Regions from separate parts of the Anas platyrhynchos genome. Here region 2 is linked to region 1. A link is a contact called in public Hi-C data. All regions are on one chromosome and are shown on one strand. Each heading gives the region's core, a stretch centred on a gene start, on an enhancer-like site or on the middle of the called end of the contact. The rest is flanking DNA. Distances are from core to core; before and after follow the strand shown.

Region 1 (6,783 bases), core at 1,140-3,639:
ATCCGTCATCATGCCCCCACACAGCGTCACGCAGACTGTATCCCTGGGCCACCTGTCCCAAGGAGAGGTGAGGATGAACACCCCTCCTCTCTCCGGCATTCCTTACGGCATACGCCCAGAAGCTCTCCACTCCCCCAGAGCCGCTCTGCAACCCCAGATCGAAATTAAACCTCAGCGATCCAGCACGCCCCAGCCAGCGCCGATCAGAGACATCGTCATGCCCCCTCTGTCTTCTCAGCATCCCCCCGAGGAGGAGATGCACTACCACCACACCACGGTGTGCAGGGGGCCAGCCCCCGTCCAGCCCGACGTGCTGGTGATGCAGCCGGATTACCGCATGCACCCCACGAGCATCAGGCTGGACCAGTACAACGTCCCCCGGGATGTGAGGATGATCATGCACCCCCACATGGCCGCGGTGGGCGAGCACCACTCGGAAACCAGACAATCCCGAACGCCCGAAGGGGCTGTGAAAACGCCCCCCGTCAGCAAGACCCCGCAGCCTGGGAAGGAGACGCCCAAGTCCTCCGAAGGCAAGCTGGCCCACTCTCCTCACAGCGAGCCCCGGCTGCTCAGCGTCCCTTCCAGCAGCCAGCTCCCTGGGCTGCCGCTGACGCAGCCGGTGGTGGTACCTCACGGCGTACAGATCATGCACCCCGCGGGCAGCTCCTTTCACGACTACCGGTCTGTGTACGGCGACATGAGGAATTACCACACGGCAGCGCAGCTCGGGCATCCGCAGTTCCCGGGCGCATCGCCCATCGGGCTGCCTTCCCGGAGCATGACCCCGTCTCAGGTGAGAAACGCGGCTGTTCCTTCTCCTCCTGCTGAAATCACAAACGTTGTGAGCTCATGGCAGCCCCGGTGCGTTTCTGCATGATCATAGGAGCTGAGCTGAGCTCTCTGTGTGGGTACAGTCTCCCAGCCCAATTTAAGTTTGTCCCCAAAAGCACTAGAGGAGGCATTTTTGTTTTAGAAATAGGGGTTGAAGTAAAGAAACGTGTTTTGTTAGCCGTTCTAGGACTCAAAAAAAACAGAAAGTGTGATGCCTGCCTGGGGGGTTCTAGAGGAAGAGGTGCTGGGGGGAGAAATGTCAGCTCCAAGGTAGCACGTGGGTCCGACAAGCTTCCTGGGATGGATGGCATGGTTGAGGACAGCCCTGTGGGTCGGGGCTGAAGAGCAGGGCAGGGGGGATGTGGCTCCAGCTCTCAGGTGTGAGCGAGGGCTGCTGGCCCGGGGAGGGGAGGCTGGCCCAGGCACTGCTGCAGCAGGGCAGGTGTGCGCAGTGGCGTGGAGATGCGCTCACACGGTGTCCTGGCAGCTTTATCGGTGAACCAACAAACTCTGATACGCCTGCAGCCTAAAATGCTTCCTTTGTCCCCCACCGCCTGCTTCCCAGGGTCTCCCGGAGGGCGAGCACTCGCACCCCAGCCAGCCCGGACGCAGCAAGACTCCGCAGATCTCCCAGGACCCCAAGGGCCCACCGGCAGCGGGACCTGAACAGAGTCACCACCCCACTGTAAATAGGCATGCAGCACAGATAGACCCTCACGTCCACCTGCAGAGGGCACAAGCGGACACAGGCCAGACCTCCTACCCTTCGCCTGTTGCCATTTCAATTAAACAGGAGCTTCCGTCACCACACCAACCTCAGGCAGTTCCCAAGCAATCGCTGTTCATCCCAACAACGTCGGGCCCCGGGGCACCACCAGGGCTGTCCCTCAACCGCCCTGAGCCCCAGTCCGCCCTGAAACAGGAACCGTCTCCTCACCCTGTTTCGCAGAGACCTGTGGATATGGTTCAGCTTCTAACGGTAAGCATCGCTCCATCATCTTCTCCTGGCCGAGGAGCCTTGTGCTCTTTGCTCGATGTTGGGAGAGAAATAATCAGGGAGGTTCTGCCAGGCTCCCCTCATGTGTGGCATCAAAATTTGACATCTCTTGCATCAGATGCTTCAGATGTGGAGAATGCGCTTATCTGTCTGCTTCCTGGGCTGTTCCTGTCTCCGGTGAATTCTTAGCCGTGTTCACATTTACGTGGCATTTACTGGAGCCTCAACGTGCCATTAACGCTGTGGTGAATGGAGTGAGAGCAGCTTGTGCTTCTCTCACTCGTTTCAAACAGCCTGCAGGCTCAGGCAGGCAGTGCTGCATCATTTTTACAGTCAGCTGCTCCTGGGAAGGTGATGAAAAGAAAGAGTGATGGTGTATTTTATTTAAAGAAAAAGTAAAAGACACCCTCCCAAAGGCTAGAAACGGGAAGACAAAGAGGAGGGAGATGGCTTAGGAGCAGGCATGTCTGAGAGTGCTGACCAGGAGCCGAGAGTCGTGTTCAGCACCACATAATTCCTGTGTAACCTTGAGCAACTCTCCTGGTGCTGCTGTTTCTAAATTCTCCATTTGCAAAAGAGAAAATAACATTTGGTAAGAGCCCTGCTCTGACTCGCGCTGTGTGGGAGGCTGACATCGCTTGTGAAAGATTGGGAAGTGCTCTGATGTTACGATGAAGGGAGCCACCCAGGCATCGCGGCCAGCTGGAAGTAAAAGGACTGAGTTACTGATTTAGCAGGACCTAACCCAAGCCCGGACTGGCGCGTACGAAGGGCGATAAGATGTTACATCAGTGCCAAGTGCTTAGAACAAAGCAGTGGTGTCTTAATTGCCTGTGAAAGTATTAGAGGCAAACGAGCAGCTCAGATGGGGTTTCCGTCACAATTAAGATCCCTCTTGAACAGAGGAAAGCGCTTCTTGTGAGTTCCTTTTGTTCGTTCGTGCTGAGATTTCTTCTCCCTCTCTCTGCAGAAATACCCGATTGTGTGGCAGGGCCTTCTGGCGCTAAAAAACGACACGGCTGCTGTCCAGCTCCACTTCGTCTCTGGGAACAACGTCCTGGCGCACCGCTCCCTGCCCGCGCCGGAGGGAGGCCCGCCGCTGAGGATCGCGCAGCGCATGCGCCTGGAGGCTTCGCAGCTGGAGGGCGTCGCGCGCAGGATGATGGTACGGAGCGGGCAGCAGGGCTGGGGGCGGGCGAGGCTGCCTGCTCGGGGAGAAAAACCTAGCAAAACCCACCGCTTCTCCCTTTCTGACTCGGTTTGTGCTGCTTTGGGATCAGTCATAGCTGTGTTCTTCCTTTGGCCCTGTGTGAAATGCACATTGCGGGTAGGTCACTGCATTCAGGTGAGAGAAGAGGTGGGAAGCTGTACCTTTGAAAAGGCACCCGTCCTTCAGCCACGGAACAAACTCTGCTGGCTCTGACCTGGCGGAGTGGCGTGGAAGGTGGGAGCCACGGCAGCGAGTCGGTTTGGTCCCGTTTGCCATCTCCCAGCTGGCCGAGCTGTCAGCACACCTTTCGCAACACCCGCACTAACTTCGAAGGAGTTCAAAGAGGGGATTTTCCACCAAGGGCTTAGAGATAATGAATGTATGTCAGGAATGGGCCTGTTCCAAGCAAACATTTGACTTAATTGCTGTATTTTCTTTCCAGGTGGAGAGCGATTACTGTCTGTTACTGGCCTTGCCTTGCGGACGAGACCAGGAAGATGTAGTGAATCAGACTGAGTCACTTAAGGCTGCGTTCATCAGCTACCTGCAGGCTAAACAAGCTGCAGGAATCATCAACGTTCCCAACCCTGGCTCTAATCAGGTATTGGCAAGGAAAGTGGTGAAACTGTGGGTAAACTAAATCGAAGTCATGCATAGATAGTGGGACCTGCAGCCTTCCCCCCCAGGTCTTTATGCGAGATTGTAGTTAGGGTTTGTTGTTTTATCACTGAAACAAACCCTGCACATTTACCGTTCTTGTTACATCACTAGTCAAAATGCAGTGCAGCACACCAATTTAATTACTGAATGCAAACCAAAAAAAACAACAACAAAACACAACTGTTTTCATTCTTCACAGCCCTACATCTTTGGCTGAAAAGAAAACAAAACCTTTCTCCAGCTTCTTTTCTGTGTTGAAAGTAGAGCCCTCGCTTCTTCCTCGCATAAATACCAGAACACCTGGTGTTTTCTTGCTTGTCACTGCATAACGACAAAATGTTTGGGTTTGCTAATTCAGAGCATGTATTCCAGATGCGTTGCTTAATGAATCAAATTTAATCTGTTCTGGGTAAACAGCCCCTCACACTAAGTGGTCAGTGCTCAGAGCTACCACTGAAACATGAGCTTGAAATGATAAAAAATGGGAATTTTCTGTGCTTCATGGTGAAATCAGCCAGCTATGATGGCCCTGTTGCGGAGAAATTCCCTGCCTTGGGAACCACACCTGCCTCACTCAATAGCTTCTCCTTTTTAATACACGTGCACTGTTTTATGGTGCTTTCAGAGCACCAAAAGTGCTTTGTCACTGCATCTGAGTGTTCAATTTAAAGCATTTTAGGCCAGCACGGCTGGTATTTGGGTGCTTACGTAAGCTGTAACTTCCCTCTTTTCAAAACACGAAGGGGCGTGGAGTCTCAGGCCTCGCTCTGTCACTTGCTCGCTTTGATAGAATCACGTGCAACGTTTAAGATCAAGGCGAAGATGTCCAGCAGAGTGGGAGAGCGGAGGCTGCTGTTTTGCAAACCTTTAGCTGAATTTCTGCCATGCTCCACTCTCACCTGCTACCTTTTGGGTCATGCTGCACCACAGTCAGACAGGAGGGCTCCCTGCTTTGTTTCTCACCCATGTTTTCTCTCTTCCCCTTGCAGCCTGCCTACGTTCTGCAGATCTTCCCACCCTGCGAGTTCTCGGAAAGCCACCTGTCCCGCCTAGCCCCCGACCTCCTCGCCAGCATCTCGAACATCTCTCCTCACCTTATGATTGTCATCGCGTCGGTATGAGCTGTTTACTGGTTACTGACTTTTCCAAGGCCCTGCAGCAAAAAAAAAAAAAAAAAAAAAAAAAAAAAAATCACAAAAAAATACACAAAAAAGCCACAAAAAAAACCACAAAAAAATCACAAAAACACACAAAAAAATAAATAAAAATTAATAAAAAGAGAGCGAAAGTAATGAAACGAGAAAATGCTGCCAGACTACCAGCCTCCTGCCCTAACAGGCCTCGATCAAACTGTTGCTGGGTAGTAGTTCTGCTACCTTGTATGTTTACATATTGCTTTAGCTTATGGACAACTGATGCACTCAACAGGCGGACTGGTATTGGGTTTCTGTGCCTCCTTTTGGGGAAAATAAAGGATGGCTATTTTTTTTAACAAAAAGAAAATAAATAAAAAAGAACCTGAACTGCCTTTGCACTAAATTAGTGACTTGGACCTTTGCACAGTTGGAGACATGCTGTGACGTTCTGGATGTCTTGACACACATTAACACGCGCCGTGGACTAAACGCAGGACCTGGGAACTTCTGCTGAAATTTGTGGGTCAAGGATCATTTCACACATTATCTTTTTTTTTTTGATGGTTGTTTTTTTTTGTTTGTTTTTGTTTTGTTTCTTTTTTTTTTTTCTGGATGTGAACCTTCCTCTCCTCCACTTGCCCCTGCTGCAGCCGTCTTCTCTTCATCTGGGATGTACAGTTTACACTGAAAAAAAAAAAAACAAAAAACAAAAAGCAAAACAAAAGGGAGAGCTATTTTCCTTCCTGGTGGGATATGCAGAACTCAGTGGGTGTGTGTATATATAAATATATATATAATATATATAAATATATATAATACTGACTTTAAAAAAAAATCAAATCCCCACAACATACATTTTTTTTTAATCTGTGCCAAAAATGTGTTTTCAGAGAAAATCTTATTTTCATACTCAGACTTTGTATTGTCACTCATTTGTAAGTGCGCTTCATTTAAACATGACCTCCCCTCCCTCGTCTCATGAGCTGTGGAAGTGTTATACACTTGTACAAAGACTTTCTACCCTCCTCTCCCTCACCTCCCCTAACACTTATTAATTTATGGAACTGTTTTCTCAGCGCAGTTTTGTTTTGTGTGTCCATTGGATTACAAACTTTATTAAAAAATACAAAACACCTCGCGCCTGGATGTGATCCCTCGGCTGTGCCATGGGGAGGGGAAATTGGCGGCGGCTGGGGACCCGTCGGTGCTGCAGAGCTGCAGCCCTGCCCGGGGACGGCGCTGCGGTGGCTGGACCGAGGTGCTGTGGAGATGGCCCAGCCACGTTGGCAAGCGCTTGGTTTAAAAAGAAAAAAAAGAGTAAATGCTAATCCTTGTTTATGTTCGTTTTTATGTTGTAAATAGTTGTTAAACACTGAAGTTACATGCTTGTTTTTCTCAGGATGATGTCAAAGATGTTTTAAATTTAATTTTGGTAAGTGTCTACTACTGTCAAAAAAAAAAAAAAAAAAATCCCCAAAGAGTTGGTACAGGAAAAAACACACACACACCAAAAACAACAAAGCAAAAAAAAAAAAAAAGTGCAGTTGCTTTCCCAAAGCAGCTGCAGCCCACGAGGGCTGCAGATGCTGATGGCAGTGAAAGGGCCGGCAGGGGCTGTGCTGGCCTCTAGCGTGTGTGTGTGGAGGCTTCACTTGGGGCGGCGAGGCCAGGGAGGCGGCTGTCACAAAAATGGCCACTTGGTTTTGAAGACTGACTCCTCAGCGCTGTTAGCCTCAGGGCTCAGCAGCCCTTGCTGTTAATCATCCCAAATCTATTTTGCACTGCAGTTGCCCTGGTGGCTTCTGTGCTGAAGCCTTTTAGAAGCCAGAGCCGGCTGTAACTTTTTTCCTTCTCACTGCTTTTCCCCCAAAAGCACACGGGTGCAGCTGCTCAGCTCCAGCACAGGCTGGCAGCAGCACGAGCTGCATTTGCTCCCTGCTGCTGGT
Region 2 (7,517 bases), core at 4,391-6,890, 74 kb before region 1:
AAAACAAGCTGACAAAGCTTGCAGAAGGCTGGGGTTGGCCAAGGAGGCTTGGAAAGGGGAGACCTCGGGGGCTTCACCTGCCGGGCGCTTTGCCGGGTCCCTTTACACCACATCCCGGCGGGCACGAGGCCGTTTATGGCCGTGACGTGGGACGGGTGCGGGGCTGCTCGTTCCTTCTCCCTTTCCGGGAGGGTGAGGAGGAGGCGGGCTGAGGCCGAAGGGCAGCGCGGCTGCAGGCACACCAGGCAACCGGCACACCGGCAGATTTCGCTCTGGTGTTTATATTATTTCCTTTATCTTATTTTTGAAAAAAAATAATAATAATAATCATCCAGCGCAGCTCCGGCCCACCTGCCGTTTCCACGATGCTCCCCGGGAAAGCGGAGAAGAGGATGGCTTCGTCCGTGTTCATCACCCTGGTGCCCCCACGGAGGGAAGCGGCCACCAAGGACCGGCCCCAAACGGGGCTGTCACCCCCCGTCCCCGAGGGCACCCATCGCCCCCGGGCATCCCCGCTGCAGCCCCGGGCTTTGCCCAACGGAGGTGAGGGGCGTCCGTGGGGTCCCGCGCGCGAGGACGATGCCGGTGCCGAGGATCCTGCGGTGATGCTTTGCAAAAGGATGCGGGTGCAGGTGGAGGGGGAGGACGGGATGTGCTTTTGGGGAGGGGTGTTTCTGGGGGGTCGTTCCCCAAACCCCCAAAGCAGCCCTGGGTTGGATCCGGCTGCTGGGGAAGGGCTGTGTTTGCTCTCCATCGCCGGGCCCTTATCAGCTCTGTTTGTCTCCTCCTGCCCGCCTGGCGTTTGCTTTTGGGGTTGGTCGGTGAGCGCTGCGGCAGAGCGTCGGGGTGTTATTGCAGGGGGACAAGGGTGGGATGGGAGCTGGCATCGCCCTCCCAACGCGCCGTGCCTGGCTCTTCCTGCAGAAAGCTGCCCTCGGTCTCCGCCAGCGCCCATGCCTTCATCCTCACCCGTCCTCATCCTCTCCGAAGTGCCCCAGCCCCTGTCCGCGGAGGCGCTGGCTCCGGCGCTGCAGCAGCTGGACCTCGCAGCGCCTGCCACCCTGCAGGTCAGCCCCACGGGGTGCCGTCACCCCCACGCCTCAGTTTCCCCACCCTTGAGGGCTTCCACGTAACGCACGTTTGCCTCCTGCTCACCAGGCTCCTTCCGCCTTCCCTGCTGAGCTGAGGCCGCCCAAATTTCGCCAGGAGCAAGCAGACAAACCGCCGTGGCAGGATGCCAACGGGCACCTGGAGAGGGACGGCTCCAGAGGTGAGCAGGGGGATGGTGCAGGCTCGTCCCCAGCTGGGGACACCGAGGCCAACCCCCCCTTTGTCCCCTCCCGCAGATATCTGCGCCTTCTGCCACAAAGCCGTGGGCCCGCGGGAGCCGACGGTGGAGGCGATGCGCAAGCAGTACCACGCCGACTGCTTCACCTGCCGGACCTGCCAGCAGCGCCTGGCCGGGCAGCGCTACTACCAAAGGGACGGGCGCCCCACGTGCGACGCCTGCTACCAGGTACCCGGCCCTACAGGACACTCGGTGCCCCCGGGACATCAGGGGGGTGCCGGCATCTCCAGCATCTTCCCCCCATCGCCTCCAGGCCACGCTGGAGAAATGCGCCAAGTGCCAGGGGCTGATCACGGAGCGCATCGTGAGGGCCATGGGCAAGGGCTTCCACCCCAGCTGCTTCGCCTGCACCGCCTGCGGCCAGGCCATCGGCGCCGAGAGCTTTGCCGTGGATGAGCGGGACGAGGTGTACTGCGTGGCTGACTTCTACAGGTAGGAGAGCAGCCTGGGTGGGGGCTTTCGGCTGGTCCCAGCCACCCCCCCGAGGCTCGTCTCACCCCTCCTTTGTCCCACCAAGGAAATACGCCCCGGTGTGCGGTGCCTGCAAGCTCCCCATCATCCCCAGTGAGGACCAGGACACCTACAAGATCGAGTGCCTGGGACGCAGCTTCCATGAGAGCTGCTACCGCTGCGAGGTACGGCCCCGGGGGACAGAGGGAGGGCAAAACACAAGTGGGGCTGTCCTGGTGCCTCCGCAAAGCACCCGCGGTTGGTGTTGGACACGAGGTGGGTTTGGGGAGAAAGCAGGGCGCAATGGTGCGGCGTCCTGCATGCGATGCAGCGCGGGGCTCAGCTGCAGCCTCTGCACCCCCCTGCTCCTCCGCAGAGCTGTGGGACACCCCTGTCACCGGAGCCGACGGAGGATGGGTGCTACCCCCTGGGCCAGCACCTCCTCTGCAAGTCCTGCCACGTCCGCCGGCGGAACGAGTCGTCCTGCTAAAAAAACCCCGCTTGTCCCACGATGGACGCGCAGGGAGCGGCGGGACCAGCGTTTCATCAGCACAACGTGCCGGGACCCTGTCCCTCAGCCCTCTTCCCAACCGCTCATTGCGAACAGAAAAAGCCCTGGAAGAGCAGCAGTGGTGGGCGAGCTGAGGTTTCCCTTGCTTTTTTTTTTAAAAAAAAAAAAAACTTCTGAGGCCGGTTTGGTTTCCTTGGTGTTTTTCTTTCTTCTTGAACTTCCTTGGGGTTTCATTTAAACGTTTCTCTCTGGGGTGATGCAGAGAGCAGCGCTGATTTAGCTCCTTGTAGTTAAATAAAACCCCAACCTAAAAATGCACTTTCTTTCATCCACCCGTTTCCTGTGTCCCAGACCTTACAAAACACAAGTTTGCAAATAGGGAAAAAGCCACTTTTTGACTTACGGGCTGCTGTGGGTGGCAGGAGGCTGGACGTGAGCTCGCTTGGGTTGCTCGCTGGTAACGCAGCTGATTTTGGCGTGGGACGCGGTGATTCAGCAGGCTGGGGGAAAACAGGGTTATTTGGGGGGCTGGACTTGGGATTTTGCAATGCAGCGCTGATAAAAGGATGTTAGGAGGTTTGTTTTTGCTGATTGTCCGTGCGCTGTCTCAAACAAGTCTCAGAGCCAGCAGAGGGCAGCCGGAGCACAAATTCCCCCATCAGGCAGAAAAAAAGTCTAAAGTCTGTCTTCTGGATACGACAGCACTGGTACCGATGCCTTGTGTTTGCATCTTATCCGAGATAATACTGCGCCGCTGGAAGGAGCTTTTTGACTTTCCTTTGGTCCAATGTGGAAAAAAAGGCTGAAATTAACCCTTTTCCCTGTGCTTCTGACATCTGTGCAAGCAGTGCCACCAGCACTCATTGTGTTTGGGAGTGTTTTACAAACCAGACAGACAAAGAAAAAAAAAGAGGCCAAACAACCAGAAAAACAGCAGATAAATGCTTCTAGGTGACGTTGAATAACAGCACGTGCTGTATTTCTGAACGAAAGGGTTAACGTATGGGTAATGTATGCACTGGAGCCCTGGCTGGCTGATTAATCACAGCAACCCCGCAAATGTTTCCTGCTGTCTCTCCCCATCTACAAAGCCTCTTACTCACGTTGGTAATGTGCGTCTATGGCCATCAATCAGGTCACAACTTGCTGTAAACTATTTATAAATAGGATGCTTATGGAAAGTTGTCATTCCCGGAGCCAGGACGGTCACGTATGGAGGTGGCTTTGGGTCTGGCTGGCCAGTGCTCAGAATCAGCTCGTTTCCAAAGCCTCTGCTCTGTGGGGAAAGCCAGGCACCGAAAGGATGCCAGAAAAGTACAAGGACATGGGCAGGACTGTGGGAGTGGGGAAGGGAAGTGCCAGAGAGCAAAGGGCTTCCCACTTTTTGCAGTATAGGTGTTTCCCAGATGGGGTTTTCAGGGAGGATGGAAGCGCTGATGCTGAGCAGTGTTCTGGATGTGTTATTGCACCGCACACTTGTTAATCCCTCCGTGCAGCACCTTTGGGTGCTTCACAGCTTCCCCACAGAGCGAGCCAGAACAGCGTATTAGCACCGGGCCTGGGGCGATTTTTAGCCAGAGGCAGGAAGGGAAAGGTTTTTATCAATACAAAGCCTTGGAGGGGAGAGCAGCAGGGCAAGGTGCAGCTGGAGAGTTCAGTGGCATGGCAAAGAGATGCAGATTTGTCAGATTTGGTATTTTTTTTCCAGGAGCAGAGGATGACAGGAGTAGGCAGATAGGGAGGTAAGCAGATAAAGGCTGATTTAAGCTGCTTTCTTGGTGGATAAGGGGAAAAGCATTATGAGCTGGGGCCTGGAGAGTGTTGTTAAGCCTGAAAAGCACAGCCCTGGGTTTTCCCCTGGGAGGATCTCGAGGAATTGTGCTGTATTTCCAGCCCTGGCTGAGCCGTGCAGAGATGTTCTGGGGGTCCCATCCAGCCGACGAGCAAGCAAATGCAGTCTGCAACAGCTCAGCCTGTCCTTGGGCTCCTCACCCCCTTACAAGCGATTTTGCAAGGGGAAAAGTTTAAAGTCTGCCTCCTTACTCAGCACCAATGCACCTGGATTTGCCAACAAAAATACAAAGCATGCCTGGAGCAACGCAAAGCTCCCGTTCTGCCCAGGGAGCCCCCCAAAGCCCTGCAGAGCCCCACCGAGACCACCCAGAGGTGTAAAATCCGCTTAAGGTCTCACTTGGTGCCTTCCAGCAGAGGTGCAAAAGGGCACGGAGGAGAGCCCGCGAAATGCGCCGGCCGGGCCCTGCCCGCCCCTTGGCTGCTGCAATCAGCCCGTCTTTTCTTGCAATCCCTCTTGGCAGGCCAAGACGAGCAGGGAGGGACCTGCGAGGCAGGCTGGCTGCCCTCCAAGGAGAAGCAAATGCAAATATTTCTTCACTTCAGCCTGGGTGCGGCCCGGGGATAAAATTTCTCTGGTCTTTCCCAGAGAAGGCATCTGATACGATACCCTAGTGAGGGCCCAATTTGCTCCCAGGAATATGAGAGTGTGTGACAAAACCTGCAAACGATTTTTTCTTGTGACTCAAGGGACAGCCATGTTTGTTAAAATGAGCTTTTAAATTGAAGGATGAGCTGACAGGCATGGCCATACTGTTTTTAAATCGGTGATCGAGGTTTCGGTTTGTAACAAACTGTGCCTCTTACAGGTTTTGTTTGTAAACCGAAGATTTTGGTGCAGCATAAGCAAGCCTGTAAAGGGAAACGGGTTGGAAACTGCCCCATCAGCCGTGAGAAATGCAAAAAGCAGGCAGAGAACAGAGGGGGAGAGACGAGCCGGATTCCTCACATGCTTTCCCTCTGCCATCACCGCCTCCAAGGTGCTGTTGGCCGTGGAAAGCTGCCGGGGAGCAGCGAACGAGAGCCAGCCACCAGCAAACGCTGTGGCAAAATGGGTCAGTTCTCAGGAGGGAAAACTGAGGCTAGAGCAGTTGAGGGGGCATTGCTGGCTGGAAAGCTGTTCATGGTGATGCTTTGTTTTCCTTTTAAACAGGACAGAGAGCCGAAGAACTGTGTTTTTTTTTTTTTTTTTTTTTTTTTTTTTTTCCTTTGGTTGACCTGAGTTAATTACAAACATATCCCAGCCAGATTGCTGCAGCGTTGTCCTTTCCAGCAGACCATTCGGACGCATTTCCTTCACCTTCCTGTATGCAAATTCCTTCATCTTCCTGTATTCAGTGCAACCGAAAAAGCTAACAGCTCTTTCATGAAATGTGGTCTGGTTGAGGTAGAAGGATGAAAAGCAGACGGAATCATTCTGGGTTAAAAATAAGTGGAGCAGTGCAAGCCCTGAATGTCTCCAGCTTCGTAATTTGGAGCATGGCCAGGATGTAAAAAAAAAAAAAAAAAGAAAAAGAAACACCAAACCACCGTGCACTATTCTCCTTTTTTTCCAGTCTCCCTGCAAAAGCAAGCTATCCAGGCTGCGATATGTTTATGGGAGGATCCCAAAGCAGGATCAGGCTAGGATTGTCACCTAAATACCCAGTGCTGGGATTTATTTTTAACACATACTGTGTTTTTGATACGGGAGGCGAAATCGATGCAGCCTGTTATGCAAGCGTTACCAGCCTGCAAATTATACGCTGTGTTAAAAAAAATCAAGGGGAAAAAAAAAAAAAAAAAAAGAGGAAAAAAGAAAACACAACCCACCCTATTTCTGAAAATAGATGCATGGCACATGTCTGCAAGCAGGGCTTTGACATTTTATATCCCAGCTTTATTTCATCGCGTCAGTGGTGATTACAGCATCCTGCAGCCCCATTTCCTGGCTGTGAATTAATGATTTTCACTTGGACCTGACTTCAAGCAGCTTATGTTTCTTCTTTATTTTGCGGGGGTGTTGATTAGAGTCCATAGGTGTGGGGTTTTGTTGAAAAAAAAAGGCTGGGATAGATTTCTCTCGGGGGTAATGCTGCATTGTGCAGCAGCAGGGCGTTTGTCAGGGCAGCTCATTGACCTCGGTGATTTATCACTGGAGGCAGGAGGCGGGGGAAATATCTCCTAGAAATAAATATATCCCTTAATTCTCCGTGCGGCTAAACTTTCCCTCACAGCCCAGCCGGGGGAATAGACTTTAATCTCCTTTATGCGCCCCTGCGGATGGCTTCGTCCGAGGCAGGATTGCGCTGAGGCGATCGGCATCGCCCCTCCGCCGCCGGCCGCCTCCCTTTCTCGTTTTAAGGGCACCACGTAGCCTCCCCATTTTGCGGAGGGAAGAAAAAAAAATAAAAAAAAAACATAGCAAAAGGAGGATATTTGCCTCACAAAAGAGGGAGGAGGAGGGGGCCGGGGGCTGCCCGCCTCAGGCACCACAGCGCCGCCTCGCCCGCGCGTGGCGGCCGCCCGCGGTACTGCAGGAGCCGCCCCGCCCGCCGCTCGCTTCACAAAATGGCCGCCCGGCCAGGCCACGGCGAGCGGCGCCCAGGCGACAAAATGGCGCCGGGCGGGCAGCGGGGGGAAGGACGGGCGGCGAGGGGCCGGGGCGGCGAGCGTGGGCAAAGCCCTGCCAGGAGCACGGCCGAGAGGCCCCCCCCGGCGTGCGGAGCCCCTCCAGGCGGGCTGTGAGAGCGCTGCGGGTGAAACCCGAGCTCCCCCCGCGCCTTCCTCACGCACCCCCCTTCTCCCCTCCGCCTTTGCAGAAGGACGCGAAAATGCCCGGAGCCGCGCGTTTCCACTCGGCCTCGGGGGCGACCTCGGCCTCCCCCCCCCGCCGCCATCGCCCCCGTGGTCCCCCCACGCCACAGCCCGCCAGCACCGACCCATTTGGGGTGTTTTTTCCCTCAGAGCGTGAAGATTTTGGGGCCAGAATTGCTCTTTCCACCACCCCCTCCACACATGCACGCACCCCAAGGTGGGTAGTTCTGTGCCTAATTCTTTCTCCTCCACCGCTTTTTCTCCTTCGTAGGGGTTGAAGCCACCGCCTCTGGCTCTCCTCACAGCGTGGAAAATGCCCAAACGTGATTAAAAAAAAAAAAAAAAGGCACCGAAAACCCAAAACACCCAAGGAGTGATTTATCTGCAGAGCTGGAGGGGCGCGGGGAAGAAGCTGCTGCTTGCCTGGCTCCACACGACAGCCTGCCCGCCATTCGGGTAATTAAAAGCATATACTTGGTGTGATCAGACGTGGTAATACCGTAAAAAAACACCCCGTCACATCCAAATGCTCGCTGGAGGCTGCAGCCAAGGTACCACGTA

Evidence for each region. Hi-C and Micro-C count contacts between places; a contact is called where the count stands out from the background.
Region 2: a contact with region 1 is called in a Hi-C map of liver, with 3 times the contacts expected there. The contact joins the promoter of LOC139999297 here to the enhancer-like site in region 1. A contact is called at or near these places in 3 of 8 Hi-C or Micro-C datasets (liver, skeletal muscle and subcutaneous adipose tissue).

Annotation. Positions count from the first base shown.
Region 1 is chr22:7,415,722-7,422,504 of IASCAAS_PekinDuck_T2T, reverse strand. SPEN (spen family transcriptional repressor) reads left to right here. Exons shown (of 16, transcript XM_072026946.1): 11 at 1-796; 12 at 1,400-1,813; 13 at 2,802-2,996; 14 at 3,484-3,642; 15 at 4,691-4,816; 16 at 5,265-5,970. The coding sequence ends at 5,351. Among named protein-coding and RNA genes, the nearest start is that of ZBTB17, 12 kb to the right of the region's middle. Within about 2 kb of position 2,389, at least 2 of the 8 cell types and tissues checked have an H3K27ac peak or open chromatin away from gene starts, as enhancers often do.
Region 2 is chr22:7,492,644-7,500,160 of IASCAAS_PekinDuck_T2T, reverse strand. LOC139999297 reads left to right here and starts at 5,640. Exons shown (of 3, transcript XM_072027070.1): 1 at 5,640-5,650; 2 at 6,442-7,173. The coding sequence starts at 5,640. It overlaps FBLIM1 (filamin binding LIM protein 1), which reads left to right. Exons shown (of 9, transcript XM_038166684.2): 3 at 341-543; 4 at 925-1,067; 5 at 1,159-1,270; 6 at 1,347-1,516; 7 at 1,602-1,780; 8 at 1,866-1,983; 9 at 2,175-2,492. The coding sequence ends at 2,288.